Regions from separate parts of the Cricetulus griseus genome. Here region 1 is linked to region 2. A link is a contact called in public Hi-C data. All regions are on one chromosome and are shown on one strand. Each heading gives the region's core, a stretch centred on a gene start, on an enhancer-like site or on the middle of the called end of the contact. The rest is flanking DNA. Distances are from core to core; before and after follow the strand shown. Region 1 holds the start of Elk1 (ETS domain-containing protein Elk-1). Region 2 has its middle 16 kb from the start of Araf.

Region 1 (4,281 bases), core at 314-2,813, 120 kb before region 2:
ACCAAGGACTCCATGAATATCAAGGCCCATATCCACATGATGCTAGAGGTGAGAACAGCTCACTCCACTTTACCCTTTAAATATTTTAGGGTGATAACCTGAGAGAAAGCTAAAGAAGGGAGGGGTCATCTTTCCTTCTAAACTGAAGCCATGGGAGTAAAAAACAGAGCAAACCTGGGGCAGAACCTGGACCCAGCCTCTGTTCAGTCTACTTTGTCCTCTTTTACAGGGACTTAGAGAACTACAAGGCCTGCAGAATTTCCCAGAGCCATCTCCCCATTGACTGCTTCATCCCATCTAATATTAAAGAGCCTGAATGCCTTGGAATCACATAGCCTTTCTTTTCCCCCTAACTCACTGATTGACTAAGTGCCCTGGAGACCAAAGTTACTGGAAGACCCATCCTTTCTGTAGAACCTCTAAAACACTCTAGAGATCTTGCCTCCAATTTGTATTTTCCACATGACTTTATGCTTTGCCCTTTTTTGTTATTTTGTAGACTTCGACCCACCTCCTCACACTTTTAATTCTTTTCCTAGATATTTGTATCTGTGCCCTTTGTATTACTATAAACAATGAACCAATTCATGGACTGGGGATGAAGTTCAATTGGTAGAGTGCCTATCACACATGAAGTGCTAAATTCATAGGTCTACCTGAGTGGGATCAGGAGTAGGCAGGAAGATCATGAGACCCTTGAAATGAATTTTAAAAGTGTCAATTCAAAGTGATTTGTTTCCATGGCCATTAGCCCTTTACTTCAGATCTTAAGGTTTATTGTCTCTCTTTCACAACCTTGATTTGTTCCCTAAATGGTTCCAAGAGTTCTAAATAGATCTAGTTTCCACCAAAAGGCACAGATCCTGCCCTTCTTGCTACAGGGCCTATAACCTAGAGTCCAGTCTTAGATAACTAAGAGCCAAGTTCCACCCTTATAACTCAGGCTGCAGCCTAAGCCTGCCCTTGCAGACAGTTCATTTCCACCCCTCAACTCCCCTGTATATCTGGCCTCCTACCTCTGCTGAATTCTAAATTCGTCTTGCCTAGCTAATTACCATAGCGTTACCCTACCCTCCTACATAGAGTCAAGCCCTACCCTGCTGCTATTCCCTGTTCTAAATAAGTCCTGTTTCCGCTGAACCACATGGTGTGCAGCACCACCTACTTTGGTGTTTTGGCAGCTGTCTCGGTGTCTCTACCAATCAGCTGAAAGCAGAGCCCATCCACCGCCCCTTTATCCTCTGGGGTTGTCTGTCTGCCATCAATCTCATTTAGGCCAATCGGTATGAACCAGGCGCGCTCCCCACCCCCACCCCCCAACCTTGGCACTTGCCCACTTGGCTACAAGTCCTCCTTGACCCAATCAGGGTGAAGCACTAGTGCCGCCCAATACCTCTCTAGTTGGCCATCTGCAGCCCATCAATCCCCTTCAAGCCAATCATGTCACAGCTCTGTTAGGATTCCACCACCAGGCCCCAAAGCTTTGCCTACATCCTTGACTTTTTGGCCAATCAGCGAGTAGCAGGGCGCTCGGCTCCTCCCCTGAGGGCCCACGTGAGCGTTGGGGAAACGCAGGGGCGGCTTTTGGGTGCTGCCGCCGCCACCACCACTGCTGCTGCTCCCGCCGCTGCTACCACCGCCGCCGCCGCCTTAGAACTCGGGCCTGGGGGGCGGTGGGGCCTCGTATGGAGCCCCCGCCCCCCGGAGCTGCCGCTGCCACCGCCGCGCCACACGCAGGTGAGCCCCAGGCCCTCAAGGTGGAGGGCCCCGTCCGTGACCCCATGTATCCTCGCCCCCGCGCAGGGGATGTGGCTTGGCCCAGCCTGCCGGTGTTTGGCTCCACTGCCACCAACTGATTTCCCCTGTGTGTGCATTGCCAGCTCCTTTGCCCCTTATAGTGGATCTGAGCGTGGCCTAACCTCCTGCTATCTCTGTATAATGGATCTGTCTGCGAGCTTGTTTTTCCTCACCCCAACTTAATGGACTCGTCCGTGGTCTTGCCCTCCCCAACCCCCACTTACTGGGAATAAGTCTGTTAAATTGTCCAGTCTTCCTTTAGTAGTAGCTGCTTCTAAAGTGTTTGCATGTCTCCTTAGCCTCAACTTTAAGGGGATCCTCTGTGGCCTTCTTTATTGAGCCCCTCATGTTTCGTTGTCGTCAATCTGTGGCGCTGTACCCCCTCCAGAGACCCCATATTTGTTTAACAGTGAGTCCACCTGAGTTTTTATTTCTGCCCCCTTGATTTCCCCAGTGCATACACCCATGACTTTACCCACGTCCTCCCGCTGCCCCCATCTTACTCTGGATTAGTCTGCATGCTTGCATTCACATCCCTCTAGCTAACACTGCCCTAACTTTTCTCCCTTATTGGTAGACTCCAGCCTTTGGGCTGCTTCCTTTTAACAATGGGTCAGTTTGGTGCTTTGTATATATATATTTTTTTTTTAATTTTCGGCGGCCCAGTCTATTGTCTTGTCTCTCGTTTTAATCATTATGTGATGGCTCTTCTCTGCTATTGCATAGTAGTCAGCAGCCTCCTGCCACCTCAGTGTTTGCATTCTCTCATATCCTTCTGAATCCAGTGCTTGCAGTCCCTCCCCAAGAAAGATAGGGCTTGTACTTTATTTCCCTCCTCCTCTCCATGTGTTGAATCAATCTTCCCTGCCCCCATCTCTTAGGTGATCCTGTGTTATGTGAGAAACCCAGGGACTTTTACTATACAGTTTACATGTTTTCTCGTAGACATTCTTATCCACTTAGACATTTTGCCTTCCTACAGTTCTCAAGTACAGTAATGGTACTGATGTTAATGACAGTCAGAGATAACCTTTACACTTTACACTTGCTGTGGACCAGACAGAGTGTTCTATAGTCTCCAGCTTGCTTAGTCCTCATCACAGCCCTGTGAGACAGGCAGCTGAGAAAACTGGGGCATATGGAGATGAAAAACCTGACTCACAAATGGTCCAATAACTACTTAGAGCAAGGAACATTGTGAAGTGCCCCCTCTCACCTCATTGCATCCCACATGAGAGCACATTCTTAAACAGCCAAATTAGTTCAAATTACCAGGCTTTTGTTTCTGCTGTTCCTTCTGTCAACAGCTATCTCCATTCCACACTGGTCCAAAACCTATCATCCCCCAGTCCCAGCAGTGCTGTGATTTTATATGAATGCCTTAACTACTTTCTTCCTGTACTATCCTGAAATGGGGAGTCAGGAACTATAATCATTTCCAGTGTGGAGAAAAAATATGTGACTTAATTAAACCAGTCACCTCTCTGACCTTACCTCCTTTCCCTCCCTATTTCAGACCCATAGTACAACCTGTTCTTCACTGCTTCTGGAAAACAGCAGGTACAGGCCCACCTCAGGGCCTTTGCACTGGCTCTTCTTTCTCCCTTAACACTACTCCCACATTTCTGTATGATAACTTCCAAGGCCCCATTCAGTTACCATACCCAAAAGAATTTTTTCACCACACTGTGCAGGAAACACACTACAGATGTTTCTAAGAATTCCATTTGATTCTTAAGTAAGTGTAAAAGGATGCATTAACAGAAATGTGATGTTGGTAATATGGAAAGGCACAAATAGAGGCAGAGGCAGACAGATCTCTGTGAGTTCAAGGCCAGCTGGTCTACAAGAGCGAGTTCCAGGACAGCCTCCAGAGCCACAGAGGCACAAATAGAAGATGTTTCAGAGACTGTTTTCATTTCTTTGCATCTGGGTAGTGTTCTTTCAGTGAAACATGTATTTGTCACACTGGTGCTTAGAATATATTATATAAAGGCACATGAATAAAAGTGTTTCAAAGGATACTTTTTGTGTGAAAACAAAATAGTCAACATCCACCCCTCCCCTTGACCATCTGATTTTGTGCATTCAGCAGCATTCTTCCCTGCTTGCTTTGTTCCTTTCTACTCTGTCACTGTTAGAAATGCTATACAGTTCATATATTGTCTGTCTCTCCTCCTCAGGATGGAGGTCCTATGGGGACTTATAGGTTTTATCTGCTTATTCAGTTCTCTGTCCTCATCTAAAAATGTACCTTCTGTACAGTAGATACTTGGAAGATATATATATATATATATATATATATATATATATATTATATATATGAATGAATGATTTCAGGAAGTAAAAGCTAACCTGGGGTGCATAGTGAGTTTCAGACCAACCTGGACTACAGAGTGAGATCCTGTCACAAAACTGAAAATGAAAATTGTATCCCAGATACCTGTATGGGGATGGGACAGACAGAAGAAGAAGAAGGGAAGT
Region 2 (4,373 bases), core at 277-2,776:
CTAGACAACACACAGACATCACACACTCTGAAAATTCAGAGAGAAACAGAAACAAAATACCTACTCAACAAAGACAAACCTAGGAATCAACATCAAGACCTGTAATCATCCTAATCCTAGATACCTAAATATTTGCATAAAAACAAAATCAAGCCACTCTCCTGAGGAAAATTAAAATTTAATACATGAGGCCTTGGGAGATACACACAAACTTCATCCAAATGACAACAGTATGCCATAATTGAAATGTCTTCAGATATGGGTTGCCTATGCTACCCCTTTCCTGTTGAGTCCCTTGCTTATATACTGTTTTGCAATTTAACTTGTGAATAAGAGAGTTTTTATTTTCTTTAATTTTGTGGTTTGTCTCTTAATTCTAATTACTATATAATTTAATGAAGAGTATCTCTTAATACAGTAAAATAAATCACCCATTTTTTTTTTTGAGACAAGCTAACACAAAATGCCTCTCTCTGTGCAGCCCTGGCTGGCTTTGAACTCACAATCATCCTGGCTCCACCTCTCAGTTTAGAGATTACAAGTTCATGCCACTACTAGAGTCACCTCTTAATTATTTAATGTTCTCGATGCTGGGTTTTGTTGAAGAACAAATTCCTTAGTCATCCAGTCCCCGAACACACTGCTACAAAATATGGATAGTTGATTATTTTGTACTCTCTTCTTCCCTGCCCCTTCTCTTGCTCGACTTTCCTAAGGCAAGCCGCAAAAACTAATATAACCTTCTCTTGTCTTTCCATATGGGAGCTGGCCTTAAATTCAAGGATCTACCTTGTTTAATAGGAATTAATGGGTCCTCATTTCAGATATGTTTTACCCCTGGAAGGAAAGAATACTATATATAGAGACCAAGAAAAATCTGGATAGACCTGGCTGGGTCCCTAGTGCTCCATCTATGTGTTAATCAGCTTTCTATTACTGCAAAACATGCACACACACACACACACACACACACACACACACACACACACACACACACACACACACTTCTGAGCCTGCCAACGTGAGAGGAAAGGATTAAACTGAGTTGGTGGTACATGCCTGTTATCCCATCACTTGGGAAGCTGAGGCAGGATGGTTATGAGTTCTAAGCCAGCCTGGAATATACATAATAAGACCTTATCTCAAAACAAGACAAAACAAAACTAAAATAAAAACAAACTGTAATAAACTCAGTTGTAATTTGTTCAATTTACTTATGAAGTGTTTCTCACTGTGCATTCACCAAGGATGTATACATTGTGTCATTTTAATATGTTTTTCCAAGTAGTTCAATGTCTCTATATCTTTTAAGTATATTTTAAAACGAGAATAGGAATCTTAGAGGAATAAAAGCTGCAACAAAAATTACTTGCATGCTTTTAACATAATAGGACTCCTCTCCCGGAGCCACTAGTTATTCTTAGAAACCACATCATCTCCGCCTCCATGACTAAAAGGAAGTGCAGACACCATCTGTCCCAAGCTCAGCAGCTGGAACTGGAACCCATCAGCCCCAGCCCTGTGGGTGGAATGTGGGAGGACAGCAGTCCTCACCACTGATTTGCTGATTGTTGTCTGCAGTGGCTTTTGTGCGTGCTGTATGTCACTCAGAAAATGGAAATGGGGCCCTCTGCTGGGCCATGCACAAAATTCCATCTAGGGAATTTTCTGGAAAGAAATAAGTCATAGTGAAGGGCAATACCCTAAGAGCCAAAGAAAAATAACCAAGTATTAATCCAAATTTGTATGTCAGTTGGAAACAGTTTAGATTTATTTGGGTGATCAAATTAGAAAGCTCACTCTCCCTCTCTTTTGTGTTAGTGACACATGGAGTGTATTGAATGTAAGTTTGTCTTTTAAAATGAATGACTAAAATGGTGATTTAAAAACCCATCATTCTAGAGGAAAGCAAAAAAAGAGATACCACAACAGAGGGAGCCATTATAGGTTTAAAGAGAAATCTGGCACTAGGGAAATGTCCAGAGATCTACAAGGTCGACGCCAACTAACAATAGTGGAGAAGCAATAGTGGAGAGGCTACCTTAAATGCCCTTTTCCAATAATGAGATTGATGACTCCCTTATATGCCAGCCTAGAGCCTTCATCCAGTAGCTGATGGAAGCAGAAGCAGACACCCACAGCTAAGCATTGAGCCGAATTCCTGGAATCCAGTTGCAGAGAGAGAGACAGGAGTGATGAGCAAAGGAGTCAAAACCAGGCTGGAGAAACACACAGAGACAGCTGAACTGAACAAGGGGGAGCTCATGGACTCCAGACTGACAGCTGGGAAACCAGCATATGATTGTTCCAGACACCCTGAACATGGGTGCCAGTTAGGAGACCTGGGCATTCTATGGGGCCACTGATAGTGGAACAGTATTTATCCCTAGTGTACGAATCAACTTTGTGAGCCCATTGCACACAGAGGGATACTCTCTCAACCTAGACACATGGGAGAGGGTCTAGGCCCTGCTCCAAATGATGTGACAGACGTTGATGATTCCCCCATGGAAGGCCTCACCCTTTCTGTGGAGAAGAAGAGGGATGGGATAGGGGTCAGTTGGGGGCATGGGAGGATGGGAGGGAGAGGGAACTCAAGGATTGATATGTAAAATAAAACTGTTTCTAATTTAAATAAAATAAAGACCCATCATTCTGAAAAGTAAAACTGTGATTTTTAACACGCTTAACTTTACTATCTTCAGACTATTAATGAACTTGGGACATATGTGGAGGTCAGAGGACAACCCCAAGGAGTCAGCTGTTCCCTCCCCACCAGGCTTGGCATCAGATACCTTTACCCACTGAGCTATCTCCTACTTCAAATACTTGTAAATTTGCTTTCTTTTGTTTTTTAAATATCAGACTTCAATTCTACCTGGGTAGTGTACAACATGTTCTAACAGTTTTCTTCGTAGAACCCCTTGTCCCCAGCCATATTTTGAGCAAAGATGCCATAAAAACAATTGGATTGTGAGTCTGAAACCCTAAATACAGATATTTAGACATTATTATTGTTAGTGTAAGGCTGATTCTTCACTCCTCACATAGGTTATTAGCTAAAAAGAGTAATGATTAAGGACATCACTGCATTGACTTCACACGCTTGTTAAACACATTCATTAAAAGGAATGCATTAACTTGGAAAGATGCTGGTGTTATTTCCAAGTGAATGAAAATAACAAGCAGAACAATAAGTACTCACTGATGTCATTTTCATTTAAAAAATTATCTTAGAGCCTGAATCTACACCCCAGTGTCATAACAATTGATTCATATGCATGGCCTGGAGCTTGGTCTGAAGCACTGAAAAACAAAAAGAAACATCTTAATAGAAGAACAACAAAAACTTCAGAAGCACAGCAAATGCACTGGCTGGTTTTGTGTCAACTTGACACAGCTAGAGTCATCAGAGAGGAAGGAGCCTCAGTTGAGGAAATGCCTCCCTGAGATCCAGCTGTAAGGCATATTCCCAATTAGTGATCAATGGGGGAGGGCCCAGCAAATTGTGGGTTTTGCCATCCCTGGGCTGGTGGTCCTGGGTTCTATGAGAAAAAAGGCTGAGCAAGCCATGGGGAACAAGCCAGTAAGCAGCATCCCACCATGGCCTCTGCATCAGCTTCTGCCTCCAGGATCCTGCCCTGTTTGAGTTCCCGTCCTGACTTCTTGCAATATGAACATCAATGTTGAAGCGTAAGCCCCATAAACCTTTTCTTCCCCAACTTGCCTTTTGGTCATGGTGTTTTGCCACAGCAATAGAAACCCTAAGATAGCAAATAATTAAATTTAAGGGACTTGTTTCTTTAATGACTGTTAATTGCCAATTATGAAAAATCCTTTCCCTTCTTTTATGCTTTTTTGAGTTGTGGAGGTGAGGTTGAGCCTAGGCTAGCCTCAAACTCAGGATCCTCCTTTTATTCCTCTAAGATTCATATTCTCATCTGTAAATATACTTAAAAATACAGAGATAAAGAAATGCTTAGAAAATATATTGAAAAGATACAGATGTATAGATGCTTGGTGAACATACATTGAGAAATACCTCATAAGTAAATTGGACAGATTTATACAACTATACACAGCTCTGCCCTTGTTTTTAATTTAATATCATATATCCAAGTTGCATTTTTCTTCAGATTTTAGGTTTTGTTTTGCATTTAAAGCTTTTATCCTGGTGGAATATTATTTTGGTGTGAGGACTAATAAGATACATACCACATTTTCCTGTTCCCCCCCCCAAGAAACTACTAAAGTGGCCTAGAAATATTTGGAAGCTATGTGCAAACACAGGGAGAAAATAGTAGAAAGGTGTTTTCATGTGTGAATGCTGAGGAATAAAACTTTGGATCTCAGAAATTCTAGACAAATTCCCC

What was found. A called contact is a pair of places that touch in the nucleus more often than the background predicts.
Region 1: a contact with region 2 is called in a Hi-C map of the CHO-K1 cell line, with 2.5 times the contacts expected there. The contact joins the promoter of Elk1 here to the enhancer-like site in region 2. A contact is called at or near these places in 2 of 8 Hi-C or Micro-C datasets (the CHL-YN cell line and the CHO-K1 cell line).

The regions. Positions count from the first base shown.
Region 1 is chrX:125,801,159-125,805,439 of CriGri-PICRH-1.0, reverse strand. It overlaps Elk1 (ETS domain-containing protein Elk-1), which reads left to right and starts at 1,563. Exons shown (of 6, transcript XM_027432304.2): 1 at 1,563-1,737. It overlaps Uxt (protein UXT), which reads left to right. Exons shown (of 7, transcript XM_027432305.2): 6 at 1-48; 7 at 230-592. The coding sequence ends at 283.
Region 2 is chrX:125,684,589-125,688,961 of CriGri-PICRH-1.0, reverse strand. No RefSeq gene overlaps it. Among named protein-coding and RNA genes, the nearest start is that of Araf, 16 kb to the left of the region's middle. Within about 2 kb of position 1,526, at least 5 of the 6 cell types and tissues checked have open chromatin away from gene starts, as enhancers often do. A contact at or near this core is called in the CHO-K1 cell line, where this site is marked.